Regions from separate parts of the Sus scrofa genome. Here all the other regions are linked to region 3. Evidence: chromatin contacts called from public Hi-C and HiChIP or PLAC-seq data. All regions are on one chromosome and are shown on one strand. Each heading gives the region's core, a stretch centred on a gene start, on an enhancer-like site or on the middle of the called end of the contact. The rest is flanking DNA. Distances are from core to core; before and after follow the strand shown.

Region 1 (2,891 bases), core at 279-2,778, 330 kb before region 3:
TGCGTATAAATTCTGTCCTTTGTGGGGATTTTCTGCCCAAGCTTTCCTCTTGGTCATGAGATCTAAAGCAAAGGAGCCGAGGCTTCTGGGACAGTCCCTGAGGGTCACTGGGCACATACTGATGGAGGGCCAATGACAGGTTAGTGTGTACCACCCCCAAGCCACTCCTGACAATGGCCTCCCACACCCACTCACTGCTAGATGGACCCAAAGGACTGGGTGATTGACCCATTCTGCTCACCTTCTTGGAACCTGATGCTGGCTGGCCAGTGCCCAGAGCACGGGTCTAAGTGTCACATGATGAATCCTAAGGGTTTGTTGGCTATAGCTTGGTGCACAAGTCACTGTGCATGCTGGGTGGCTTGAGTTGAATCTACCTGACTGATGGCTCGTCCACAAGTCTCATGAGAACCAGAACAATAGGCAGCCACATTGAGCAACCAGCTTCCCTTCCTCGCCCCCGGCAGCAACTGGGCCAGGGAAAGTGAAGAAACCTGTTCTGGGTCTCCGCGGGGTGGGCGTGGGCGGGGCCCTGCCGGGAAAGGGGCGGCTGGACCAGTTTCTGTTGCTCCCGGACCGGATGCAGCCCCGTGACTAGGGCGGAGGCCAGAGAAATGCGCGCCCTGGGCGCACCTGTCTGACCTCCAGGGCGACGTTGGCTTTGGCAATGATAAGACTAGAGGCTCTAGGTCAGCGGTCACGGGCGGGCGTGAGACTTCCGGCTGCCAAATCAGGCGAGCGGGCGGGGTGGCAGCGAATCAGCTGACAGGTGGAACTGGAAGATAGAGGCTTTGGACGTCCTGTGGGTAGGGGAAGGAAAACCCGGCAAGGGGCGGCGCCCAGAAACAGCTGGGTAGCTGGGTCATTGTGCGGCTGTCCTGAGGTCGCAACCGCCTCTTTTGCGCTTTACCCCTGCGGCCCCCCACCCCCACCCCGAGGGGCACGGAACTGTTGGGTAGAAAGAACACTGGACAGAATTGTATTTGAATCCAGCTGTTCCATCTACCGGCTTCTGTGTTCAAGGGCAAGTGACTTCGCCTACCTATCGGATCCAGAGTTTCGCTAGATGAAAAATGGGAATAAATTCTCTCAAAGCCTGGTGTGAGGAGTCAATGAAATCACATAGGAACAATGCCTAGCACACGAGTAGGTGCCCATAAAGGGGGTTCCCTTTCCCTTCTTTGTTTCAGACCCAGATCTCACTCCCAGCCCCGAAGTCGCTCCCCAGACGACCCTAGGACGGCGGCAACTGGGTGGCAGGCTCCCTAGCTTGATAATAACTCGAGAATCATTTGAGCCTCACTCAGTCAAACTATCAGATAGGATGGGGCGTGTGGAAGGATTCCCAAGGCCCCCTTGGGTCGTGTTTCCGTGATCCTGGGGCTGGGGTGGGGGGGATTTCAACGCATTCTTTGAGTTAGGTTATGTATTTATTCACAGATTCCTATCGGGCGAGGGCTGGTTCTTACTGCCTCCCCAGGCGACGTTCCCGGCCAGCCAGTATTTCGTCCATACAAGGCCAGCTTCCACCCGCGGCTTTTGCGTAAATAAAGCCCAGCCTTCCGCCGCAGGTTGCCGCGGGTCCCGCCCCCGGAGCCGCCAGTGCGGGAGGCAGGACCGATGCCATCCGCTGCAGGCGGGCCTGGGGAGGCTGGGAGCTGGCCACGCCCCGGCCGGGTGCTGGGGGGATGGGGGTGGGGGGAGCACCAGAAGGAGCAGGGTGAAGAAATCCAGGCTTAAGCCGTCCGAGTTCCCACCCGTTAGCACCGTCCTTCATGGGTCACTCAGCAGGCCCTTGATAAACATCATCCCTAATCCTCCCTGCAACTCTGCGAGTGTTCTCCCCAGTTTATAATCGAGAAACTGAGGTTTAGCAAGTGTAAATGGCTTAGACGAGGTCCCATAGGCAAAAAATGGCAGACCGAGAAATTCTAACCGAACATAACTGGTTGCAAAAGCCAGCCTTTTCCCCACCCTATTGGACATCAGTGAGATCGCAAAAGTCTTAATGGGCAAGAATAAAACAATAACCACAACTAATCAGATTAACAGATGAAAGGGAGTTGAAAGGGCCTTCCAGAGCTTCCACTGGTGTCTCAAACAGGGGATCAAGAACCACAGGATAAATCACAGACTATATTTCCTGGGTGACAATTTCACTCCTTTTTAAATTAAAAAAAAATTAAGACTGACAATGATGGAGAAGAATATAACTTTCAGAATTGTGGTAGCTGAAAGTAGGAAACTTCAAAGAAATTTCAGGCTGTTTTCACAACGTACATCTTTCGCTTGACTGTGCAGAAACATTAACGTCAATTACACAGATGGGCAAACTGAGGCCCGAAACCACTCTCCCCGGGGCCAAAGCGGGAGGAGAACCAAGACACCCAGGCTTTCGGCCTGGGGTGCTTTCTGCTGAGGGCGGGGGGTCCTGTTTGTAAATAGGTGTCCTCCGACAGCCACTGCTGATTTTGTCACCAAGCCAACCAAGTGGGCGCGATTCTGAGTAATTGCAGGGAATCAGCGCGGCTGGGGTAAAAGCAAAAGGGACGCGCGGGAGGGCGGCTGGTCCAGAGCCCAGGCGCAGGCGGAGCCACAGCCCGGATTCCCGCTGGGCGAGCAGGCGGGAGGAGTCAGGTGCCAGCGACTCTTGAAGGTTCTGCCCCTCACTCGGTGCAAGCTGCCAGCACAGCAAACCACAGCCCTGCTCCTGTCCCACCTGCTGGACCCGTCTGCGTCTGCGACAAGGGAGACCCCGCCCAAACCCACTCGTCTAGGCTCGGGCAAGGAAGATGCACTGGGACCTCTGGCCAGCCTGCCCAGACCCGTGGGACTGGCTGCCCTCTCCTTGCGCGTGGGGGGACCTTGGAGTTCTTAGGTTTGGCTTTAAA
Region 2 (2,906 bases), core at 194-2,693, 360 kb before region 3:
TCGCAAAGCGGGGCAGCCCGCGGGCTGCCGCTCCCTGGCTCCGCGCCGAGGGAGGGCGAGCCAAGTCCTTCCCACTCGTGCACACTGGGGGCGCCGTCAGGACGCAACCCAGTCCAACTTGGATACCCTTGGCTTTAGTCCTCCGACACTTCTTTTTTTTTTCTCCCTCTCTCTCGCAACTTGTCAAGTTCTCAAGTCTGTCTCTCTGCTATTTTTTTTTTTTTCTCCATTGCCCCTCAGCCCCCAACAGTCTCGCCTCAAAACGTTTGCAACTGCTGCGTTAGCATGAGTTGGCACCCACTGTTAACGTGGTTCATGACTTTTTGTTTAAGCTGGGCCACCTGTTCCCTGAGCATGTTGGCGGTGGACGCCAGCTCCGAGTTCTGCGCTTTCAAGGTTTTCACTTTTTCCTCCAGCCGGGCGATCCTCTCCAGCTTCCTTTTCCGGCACTTGGAGGCAGCGATGCGGTTCCTCATGCGCTTCCTCTCCGCCTTGATCCGCTCCTGCGACTCCATGTCGATGGGAGACAGGGGCGGGGTTTCCCCGGGCATCTCGGGCACCGTCTGCGGCTCCTCCTTCAGGGCCTGCAGCCGCGGGTGCTGCACGGGGATCTGCTGGGGCAGGTGGTGCGGCGGCTGCGGTGGTTGCTGTTGCTGCTGCTGGGGCTGAGCGGGAAAGGCCAGGCCCGCCGCGCCGTAGGAGGGCGCCCCGCCGCCGCTGCTCAGCGCGCCGGGGTTGAAGTTGCTGAGATTAGCGTAGACTGGCGGCTCGCTGTGTAGGCTGGCGCTGAAGCCGCCGCTGCCGCTGCCGCCCGCCACTGAAGCTACCGCCGGAGCCACCAGGCCCGCCCCGCTGACCGGCTGCGCCGCCGACGTGACGCTGGGCAGAGTGTTCTGGCTGTGCAGTTCGGCCAGCGCGCGCACGAACCCCTCGGCGAAGCCCTCCTGCTCGTCAGTCACGTTCTTGGGGCATAGGAACTGGGTAGGGGTCGGCGTGGTGGTGATGTGCCCGTTACTGGACTGGATTATCAGGCGCTCGAGTTCGGGCGACGCCAGCTTGAGCAGCCCCACGTCGGGCGAGGTGAGGAGGTCGGAGTTCTTGGCCCGTAGGTGCGGCTTCAGGTTGCCCACCGGGTCAGCCAGGTTCAGGGTCATGCTCTGCTTCAGGATCTTGGGGTTACTGTAGCCGTAGGCACCGCTCTCGGACTGGAGGAACGAGGCGTTGAGGGCATCGTCGTAGAAGGTCGTTTCCATCTTTGCAGTCATAGAACAGTCCGTCACTTCACGTGGGGTGAGTTTGGGTTGCGCGCAGAAGTTTCGGGGCCGCAACAGCGCGCTGGCAAACGGGGGACACCCGCGCTTCCCGGGGCCGTGAGCGAGGAAAGTTTCTCTAAGAGCGCGCGCCCCCGCCGGCTGGCCTCCCCCCTGCGCCCTCCTCACCAGCTCGCTCCGGGGGATCGCAAGGTTGAGACGCCGCCCGCACTCTTACTCGTCCGCTCGCGCGCGCTTCCCGGCTTTGAAAAAGTCGCGGTCACTCACGGTGAGCTCTCGGGAGCAGCGGTTCCTCGGAGCCCGCGGACGAACTCGCTTCCAGGCGGAGGCAGGCAGCGCAAAGCCCGCGGTGGCCTGCCCGCGGCGGGTCTCCGCCGCCCGGACTCCGACGACTGTCCCCTCCTCCGCTGCGAGGGGGAGGGGGCGCCCGGCAGCCGCGGGTCGCGCTCGCCCAAGTTCAGCAACCGGTGCGAGCGGAGCGGAGCGCACGTCCTCCTCACTCCACCGCCTCCTTTTCTTTACCGCCTCTGCGGCAGCTTCGGGCGGAGAGAAGCTTTGCGAAAGTTCGCTCCGGGACCCGGCGGCCACTTGTCCCCTGTCCTCCTTGCCGGGAAACTTCTCGCCGCTGCAGCTGGTCTCCGGACTTCCCCGTGCGGACAGTGGCCGCTCTCCGAGCTGTCAGCAGCGCCCGCGCAGCGGGGCTCTCCGCCTGGGGGCGGCTGGAGAAGGGGATCTCCCGGCACTCCCCAAAACACCAGCCCGGGAGCCACAGGCGTTAGCTCCGGGTCGTGGGAGAGAAAATGGAAAAGAAAATAAGATTTGCAGTCCGCCCCGACTGACGGTGCCTGTCTGCCTGCCTGAATCGGCGAACCTCCACTCCCGCCTCGCTGCTTCAGCCACACTCAGTGCAACTCTGAGCCCTTATCCAGCCGGAGCTCAACACTTATCTGCTACCAGTAAACCCCTAAAAATAGCCCATGATGTCACCCCAAGGCCTTCCCATTGGCTCTTGTCGCTCTCAGGAGGGCGGGCCCACCCGTCGCCATGGAGACCCCACCCTAGAAGATTCTTCTCTGGACCCGCGGAGGCTCACGGGATGAGGTAATGCTCCGCTGCCCTCCTACAGTTGGGCCCTTCTTTTGCCTCCCCTCCCTCCTCTCCTCGCGACTAGCGCCTCTCTCTTCCCCCTCCCCTCCTCGGCGCGTCTTTCCTGGCCCGCCCGGTGCATTGTGGGCTGACGTCTTGGGGTTTGACTGTCTAGTGACGGTGGCTGCCGCAAGCTGGGCGGACTCCGGCGGCGGCTCGCAGCCTCTGAAGGAGGCGGGCTCAAGTTCAGGGAAGGCAGGGGATGCGGGGACCCGGAAGGCTGGGGAACCGGGCCCGATGGCTCGGCCTGAGTGGGCTGGGCGGGTGTCACTGAGGGGGTCGATGTCATCTGCGGGCACTTCGCCGCCGCGCGGGGGGGAGGGGGCGGGCTAAGCGCCCAGGTCCCTGCCCCCCCCCGCATTTCCGGGGGGCGGGAGCACCGCCCTTAAGGTGGCTCTGTTAAGGCCCTTGTGGGGGCGAGTGAAAGTGGGCTGAAGTTTAGGAGAGTCGGCCCCCCACGTTGAGAACTCTCCGAAATTTGTCTCCCGG
Region 3 (3,122 bases), core at 516-3,015:
GACAAGGGTAAATGAGTACCAGAACTCAGGAGAGAATTGAGGAGGCTTCCATTATAAGGGACTGTACCACCTTGGTAGTTCATTTCTGTTTGAGTCATGAATGTAGACTAAGGGTTGCTTTCAGGATTGAACCAGCACGGTTTCCTAGGCTTGAGTTTCTGTTTCCTAGGCTTGAGTACTTCTTCTTCTTTTTTTTTTTTTTTTGTCTTTTTGCTATTTCTTGGGCCGCTCCCGTGGCATATGGGAGGCTCCCAGGCTAGGGGTCGAATCGGAGCTGTAGCTGCCCACCTACGCCAGAGCCACAGCAACGCTGGATCCGAGCTGCGTCTGCGACCTACACCACAGCTCATGGCAACGCTGGATCGTTGACCCACTGAGCAAGGGCAGGGACCGAACCCGCAACCTCATGGTTCCTAGTCGGATTCGTTAACCACTGCGCCACGACGGGAACTCCAGCTTGAGTACTTCTTATGGCACAACTCTTAAGTCCTTCCTTAGCCAGGCCTATTGACGTCACTGGGTTAGAGGAGGGAGGTTGCATGAGAGACTCAATTTGCTATACCAATACCAGAAACCTTGCCCAAATTTCATTTTTGAATTTGCGCCTCACTTTCATAGCATCCGCTTCTTAATATCAATCTTGGGGACTCTGCTTGTCTCCTGAAATCTTAGTTTACTGGCCTCTGCCTGCAAGTTTGAAGAATAATAGGGCTAGAGTAGTGAGGAGAGGCTCACTTTTTTCTGTCATGTAGCTCCTGTCTCAACTTCATTACCCATTCAAATGTGCATTTCCAACTTCCCTGGGATGTACAGTAGGGATGCACAGGAGAGTTGCTCAGAAGTCTTCCCAGATTCTTTGGATCCTCCCAAATTTCCAATGTCCTAATTGATGCACCAATTTTAAGACCATACTCTTAAGGCACCTGTTTATCTGATTCAACAGGTTCAAATTCCTAACTACAGGCGGAAAGAAATTCTTTGAACAGAGGTGTAAACCTGCCCTGCTATTCTCTATCTGCTACTAGACAGGCCAAAATCAAGAATTTACTCGAAGAATAGGCACATGCAGCAAAACTTGGACATATTTCCAAGGTTCCTTAAGTTCCTATTTTGTGGGCAATGCTCTGAGTTCTAGCAGACAACTGATAATCTTTTAACCAAATGATTTTCTACCACTAACAAGGATTACTAGTATCTCATCCTTGTAGGGCTGAGTCCTCTGTAGGCAGAGCCGAGAACTCTCTACTCTATCCTGACTCAGCCAGCTTTATATCAGGGGATCTGTCAGTTGTAACATTTTACTCCCAGTACCTATTTCTGCACTAGTCAGGATCCTTTGGGTTAGAAGTAACAAAAACACATCTCAAATAAGCTTGGGCAAAGGAAGGGAGAGCTTACCGGAACCATGTGGGAAATGCTACACCATTGAAGGAGGAAAGGATAAGACTCTGAGGGCAATGACTTAACCAGATTTGGTCACTGCTCTAAGCCCACTGCCTGGAATAGAACCTGTTGAATATTACGTTAATAAAAGACCAAACTGCAATAGGGGCAGGGCTGCCATTTGGCCTTGATGGTAACTAAAACCAGCAGTTAATGTCTCAGGAAGAGAGAGATGGGACTTTACAACAGACAGCTTTGGGTTGTCTCCCCAGTCATTTACTGTCAGAACTTTCTGGCTCCATCATTTACATGGTACACAGGGATCAGCGCCAGAAGTCAAATCCATACCCTCTGATCCTTCCTCCTGGTCAGAGTTGATTGTTGCAGCACTGGCCACAAGACTGAACTGTGACTAATCACATCTGCTCTCCAAGAAATGTGAAGTGGGCCCTGAGATTCAGTCTCTTTTCTAGTGATTGAATCAGTTTCATATAACTGTAGATACTAAGTGAGGAAGAAGCGGAAGAAGAAAAAGGTAGAGGAGGGGAGGGGGAGGAGAGTGAGGAGGGGGAGAAACGAGGGAGGGGAGGAGGAGGGGAAGGGAGGCAGCAGGGAGGGGGAAAGAGAAAGGGGAAGGGAAGAGAAGAGAAGAGAGAAGAGCAGAGGGCCTTAGAGAGAAACAGAGTCCCAAATGCTTTTGAGGTCCTCGTCCCATTCCACTGCCAGGCTCAGCTAAATCCCTGTACTCGGGTTCCAAGAGATGCCTTTTATTCCTGTAACAATTTCCCCTCATTCACAGAAGCTAGCTCAAGCTCTTTTCTGACACTTTCAGCCAACAGATACCTCCCACCAATAAAAATACAGATGCTGAGAATTCTGGAAGCATACAGACATGCCTGTTAGTGAGAGAGCAGACAGTAAGTGCCATGGTCTGTATGATTCCTTCACTCCTAAAAAGAAATGATTTTGGCTTCAGCTAATAGAAAAAAAAAAACAAAAAAACTAATGAGGTCTTAAGGGACAAAGGCATTTTTTAATTGAGCTTAACTAGGAGTGAGGAGGCAGGTAACTGCCAGGTTTGTTGCAAGCCCCAACAGTGCCACCGAGCACCCAGTCATCCTCAACTTACTGGCTTTGTGCTTTTGGTCATAAAAGGTTACCACAGAGCTGGGCATTTTGACCCAAATCCAGTGGCAAACCCAAAGGGACTCTACTTGTCCTCCTTGTGTGATGGGTCTGATACATCCCTGGCCCACTTCCAGCCTCCTTCAGGGCCTGTTCTATAAGCAGCTGTGATCCTAGGAGAAGAGCCGAGGATGGAGGTGAAAGTCTGGCACTGGAGGCAGAGCCCTTGTTTTTTCTACTCATTATTTTCCCTTGAAAAAGTCATTGAGGCTTTCTATTTCTCAAGTTCCTTCAATGTTTAAAAAGAAGAGAAAAGAAAAGAGTTGTTTTTGGTGGTTGTGAAAAGTACATGAGATAATATATATATAACTATGTCTAGATTAATACTTTGCAATTTACAAGTTTCTCAAAGAATGGGACTTTGCTCCTTTCTTCTTTCCCGCCTCTTAGTTCCCCTAAGGGAGAAAGTAAAAGAGACAGCTCAGGAAAAGCATGGGCTTTGGAGTCCAACAGATTTTATTTCAAGTCCTGGCTCTGCAATTTATTATCTCTGACTTTGACAAATTACTTCATCTTGCTCACCGGTAAATAGGTACTGGGCACCTACTATGTGC
Region 4 (2,963 bases), core at 354-2,853, 510 kb after region 3:
CTTCCAGCTCTGGAATTCTAGGTTCGTTTTAGTTCTATAACTGAGGAGAGGGAGGTGGTGAATGCTTATGGGCATCAGCTCTGTAGGAGGGTACTCACTCTTCCTGAAGCATGGGCAGCTCCTGGCCCCAAGCGCTCTGAGAAGCTGTCCTAATCTGCCATACTCATGGGTGGGTTCTGGCTGTCCACCACCTGTCTTCCTGCAGAGCCACGAGTGACCACACTCCTGCTGTCTGCCTCCTTCCCCTGTGTCTGTTCTTCGACAGTGATCTGAGAGGTGGACTGTTCCTGATGTAGCCTTTCCTTGGAGTCCATGCAGGGAGCCTCTGGTCTGCTGTCTTCCCTCCCCGCCTCCTGCTCTAAAGCCATCCCGCAAGCATTCAGCTCTCAGGCCCTCGATTGACCACCTGTGTGGCCTTGGTCAGGGTTCTTAATCTCTCTGTGTCTCAGTGTGGATAGTAAATAACCTCCTGTGTTATTTGTAAAGATAAATGAGATAATCCATATAAAGCGATTAGAACAGTGTCGGGCATATCATAAGTACCAAGTGCATTGCTGCCTGCCTTCCTCAAATACCTGCTGCCTCGTTCTCAGATGAGCATTAGGGATGCTGAGGTATACAGAACCCTGTCTGCCTTGAGGAGTCCTGTCCCTGCTGTTTACTGAGTGTCTCCTGTGAGGCACACACTTTGCTTGGGTTACCTCATTGAGTCCCCACCACAATCTAAAGTGGTGCTTACTCTTCTCAGAATTCTTCTCAGACTGCAGCCCAGAGACCAGAGAAGTCATGTGACATTCCCTGTGGCAAGCAGTTCACAAATGGTAGCAGTGGAATCAGAACTCAGGTCTCTCAGGCTCCAGATCTAGTGTTTTTCACCCACCTCACTCAGGCTGCCATTGCCTGACTTGTTTCGAAAGGAAAAAAAAAAAAGCAGCAGCAGTGCATCGTGGGAGTGATCATATGGGAAATAAACTCTCCTTCTCAGGGCATCCGCTTCCAGCTTTCAGAAGTGGGGGGTGGGAATGGGCTAGGCTCAAGAGCCCAGCTCCCAGCAGTCCTTGCTTCTACCCATCTGAAAAGGATCCGTCTTTAAAAGCAAGGAGCCAGAAAAAATAATTCATACTAAAAACAAACTCTGTCATGAGTCATTTGACTTTGCTTTCCCCTGAACACATAGTTTATGTCTTGGGCGAGCTAAGGCTAAAGGAACATCTGATATGTTTTAGGCTAGCAGAGCCATTATTTTTGGAGCTGTACGTCCAATCTGTGCCCATTGGACCCCATGGTTTAAATCAAGTCTTCTGCTCAGGAGACCCGACAATTTGTTATTGCTGTTGGAGTTTGTTTTGGGGTTTGATTGTGTATGAGTTTTACCAAGGTGACAAGAATCTCTTTGTTCAGTGATTCAAAAGTTCTCAGGTGGTGAACTAACCTAGGCAGTGGTTATTCTGAGTCAGCACATGCTGGTGAGGACTGTGTGTAAACCCACATGTGTTCAGGTAGACGAGCCCCTTCAGAAATGAGAGGGAGAGAAGAGGGGAGGGCAGTTTCCAAATGAGCTGCTTTCTTCCCATCCGCAGAGGAGGGAGACGCGGCCCTGGGTCAGAGTATTTCTCAATCCTGCGCGAACAGGATGTAACCCCGAACACAAGGCAAGTGTCTCTGTCTCTTTGGCTGACTCGCTTCTCTTTAGATAGTGAACAATGGTAGAAATACACTTACACTGTAAAAACGCAGACGACATAGAAATTCAGAGTAAAAGGCAAAAGGCACAAGCCTCTCCTGATCCCAGAGGGAATCGTTACTGTCTGTTTTGTATGTCTTCTTCACCTTGTTAATGCATTCACAGACATATGTATGGGAGCGTCTAGGATCATAGTGTGCAAATTGCTCCACAAGGTTTTTTTTCACTTATTAGCTGTCGGGAGGATGTCAGTGCATATAGAGCCGCCCTATGTCTATTACCTGTGGGTGGTAATTCCAGAGTCTGCATTTATAAAAAGTTACTTAACCTATGTCCTATTGATTGACATTTAGACTGTGTTTGGTATCTAGTTTTGCATATGGCAATGCCAGGATCATCCTGGGTATGGTTCTTTACATACATGTGTGAAGAGTTCTCTTGGAGAGATACAAAAAAATAAAATTTCTTCTGGGAGGATTCGTGCGCTTGAAATTGTCTTAGCTATGGCCAAAATGCCCTCCATAAAGGCCAGCCCAGTTTGTATTTCTGCCAACGGTGCCCCTCTGCCTTTGCCAACACTGCGTATTGTCAGTCGCTTAACATTTTTGCCAAAGTCTTGGGCAGAAAATGACTGCTTATGTTCTTTTCCTTTGCCTCTGCCCTGTTGCTAGTAAGAATGAACATTTTCTTTATATCCTCGGTCTGTCATCTGTCAATGGCCTATTAAGATCCTCTCTTCATTTTCCTATAGGGTTTTTTGTCTTTCTTTTGCAGATTTAGAGGAGTTCTTCGTGTGCTCTGTACCTCAGTCCTTTGTCGTATATATTGAAGTTTTTCTTGTAATAGGATCCTCATCATCTACCTTTGCTTATAGTGTCTTATCCAGAAGTTTTCAATTTTCCTTTACTGACATCTGTGAATCTCTTTCTTTATGGCTTCAAGATTTCTTGGAGACTTTCCCTATAAACTATTTCTTTTCCTGAAGCTATGTTTTTCAGAATAATAACATTTTAGACCAGAACACACCAGGCTGGCAGGATGGTCTCTGTGTTTATGCAGACATTCCTGGTAATTTCACCATTAATTACGGGGAAATTCTGAAACCATATGGATCAGTCATAGGCAAATGAGAGGCAGTCGGGGACTAGCTAGGAGCTTGCAGCCTGAAGTCATGTATATGGGCCTTGGACCAACCACACCTAGGCTCCTGTACTTGCACTTGATTTGAGGAACATCATTTCGCTGTTCTGAGCCTTAGTTTATTTCTCTGTAAAACGGA

Evidence for each region. A called contact is a pair of places that touch in the nucleus more often than the background predicts. HiChIP or PLAC-seq counts read pairs in DNA pulled down with a chosen protein or histone mark.
Region 1: an H3K27ac HiChIP or PLAC-seq map of alveolar macrophages shows a contact between it and region 3. The contact joins two enhancer-like sites. A contact is called at or near these places in 2 of 47 Hi-C or Micro-C datasets (embryonic fibroblasts and fetal heart ventricle) and 2 of 2 datasets of contacts at active chromatin or transcription factors (alveolar macrophages and skeletal muscle).
Region 2: a contact with region 3 is called in a Hi-C map of embryonic fibroblasts, with 2.2 times the contacts expected there. The contact joins the promoter of JUN here to the enhancer-like site in region 3. A contact is called at or near these places in 1 of 5 promoter capture datasets (liver), 4 of 47 Hi-C or Micro-C datasets (embryonic fibroblasts, fetal skeletal muscle, heart right ventricle and 1 more) and 2 of 2 datasets of contacts at active chromatin or transcription factors (alveolar macrophages and skeletal muscle).
Region 4: a contact with region 3 is called in an H3K27ac HiChIP or PLAC-seq map of alveolar macrophages. The contact joins two enhancer-like sites. A contact is called at or near these places in 2 of 47 Hi-C or Micro-C datasets (embryonic fibroblasts and retroperitoneal adipose tissue) and 2 of 2 datasets of contacts at active chromatin or transcription factors (alveolar macrophages and skeletal muscle).

The regions. Positions count from the first base shown.
Region 1 is chr6:153,651,343-153,654,233 of Sscrofa11.1, reverse strand. No RefSeq gene overlaps it. Among named protein-coding and RNA genes, the nearest start is that of JUN, 34 kb to the left of the region's middle. Within about 2 kb of position 1,528, at least 50 of the 83 cell types and tissues checked have an H3K27ac peak or open chromatin away from gene starts, as enhancers often do. A contact at or near this core is called in alveolar macrophages, where this site is marked.
Region 2 is chr6:153,684,962-153,687,867 of Sscrofa11.1, reverse strand. It overlaps JUN (Jun proto-oncogene, AP-1 transcription factor subunit), which reads right to left and starts at 1,443. Exons shown (of 1, transcript NM_213880.1): 1 at 233-1,443. The coding sequence starts at 1,265. The coding sequence ends at 258.
Region 3 is chr6:153,321,509-153,324,630 of Sscrofa11.1, reverse strand. The region is part of intron 3 of LOC102165506 (a long non-coding RNA gene); the gene reads right to left. Among named protein-coding and RNA genes, the nearest start is that of FGGY, 110 kb to the right of the region's middle. Within about 2 kb of position 1,765, at least 2 of the 83 cell types and tissues checked have an H3K27ac peak or open chromatin away from gene starts, as enhancers often do. A contact at or near this core is called in alveolar macrophages and embryonic fibroblasts, where this site is marked.
Region 4 is chr6:152,815,706-152,818,668 of Sscrofa11.1, reverse strand. All of the region lies in intron 14 of FGGY (FGGY carbohydrate kinase domain-containing protein), which reads left to right. Among named protein-coding and RNA genes, the nearest start is that of HOOK1, 110 kb to the right of the region's middle. Within about 2 kb of position 1,603, at least 19 of the 83 cell types and tissues checked have an H3K27ac peak or open chromatin away from gene starts, as enhancers often do. A contact at or near this core is called in alveolar macrophages and embryonic fibroblasts, where this site is marked.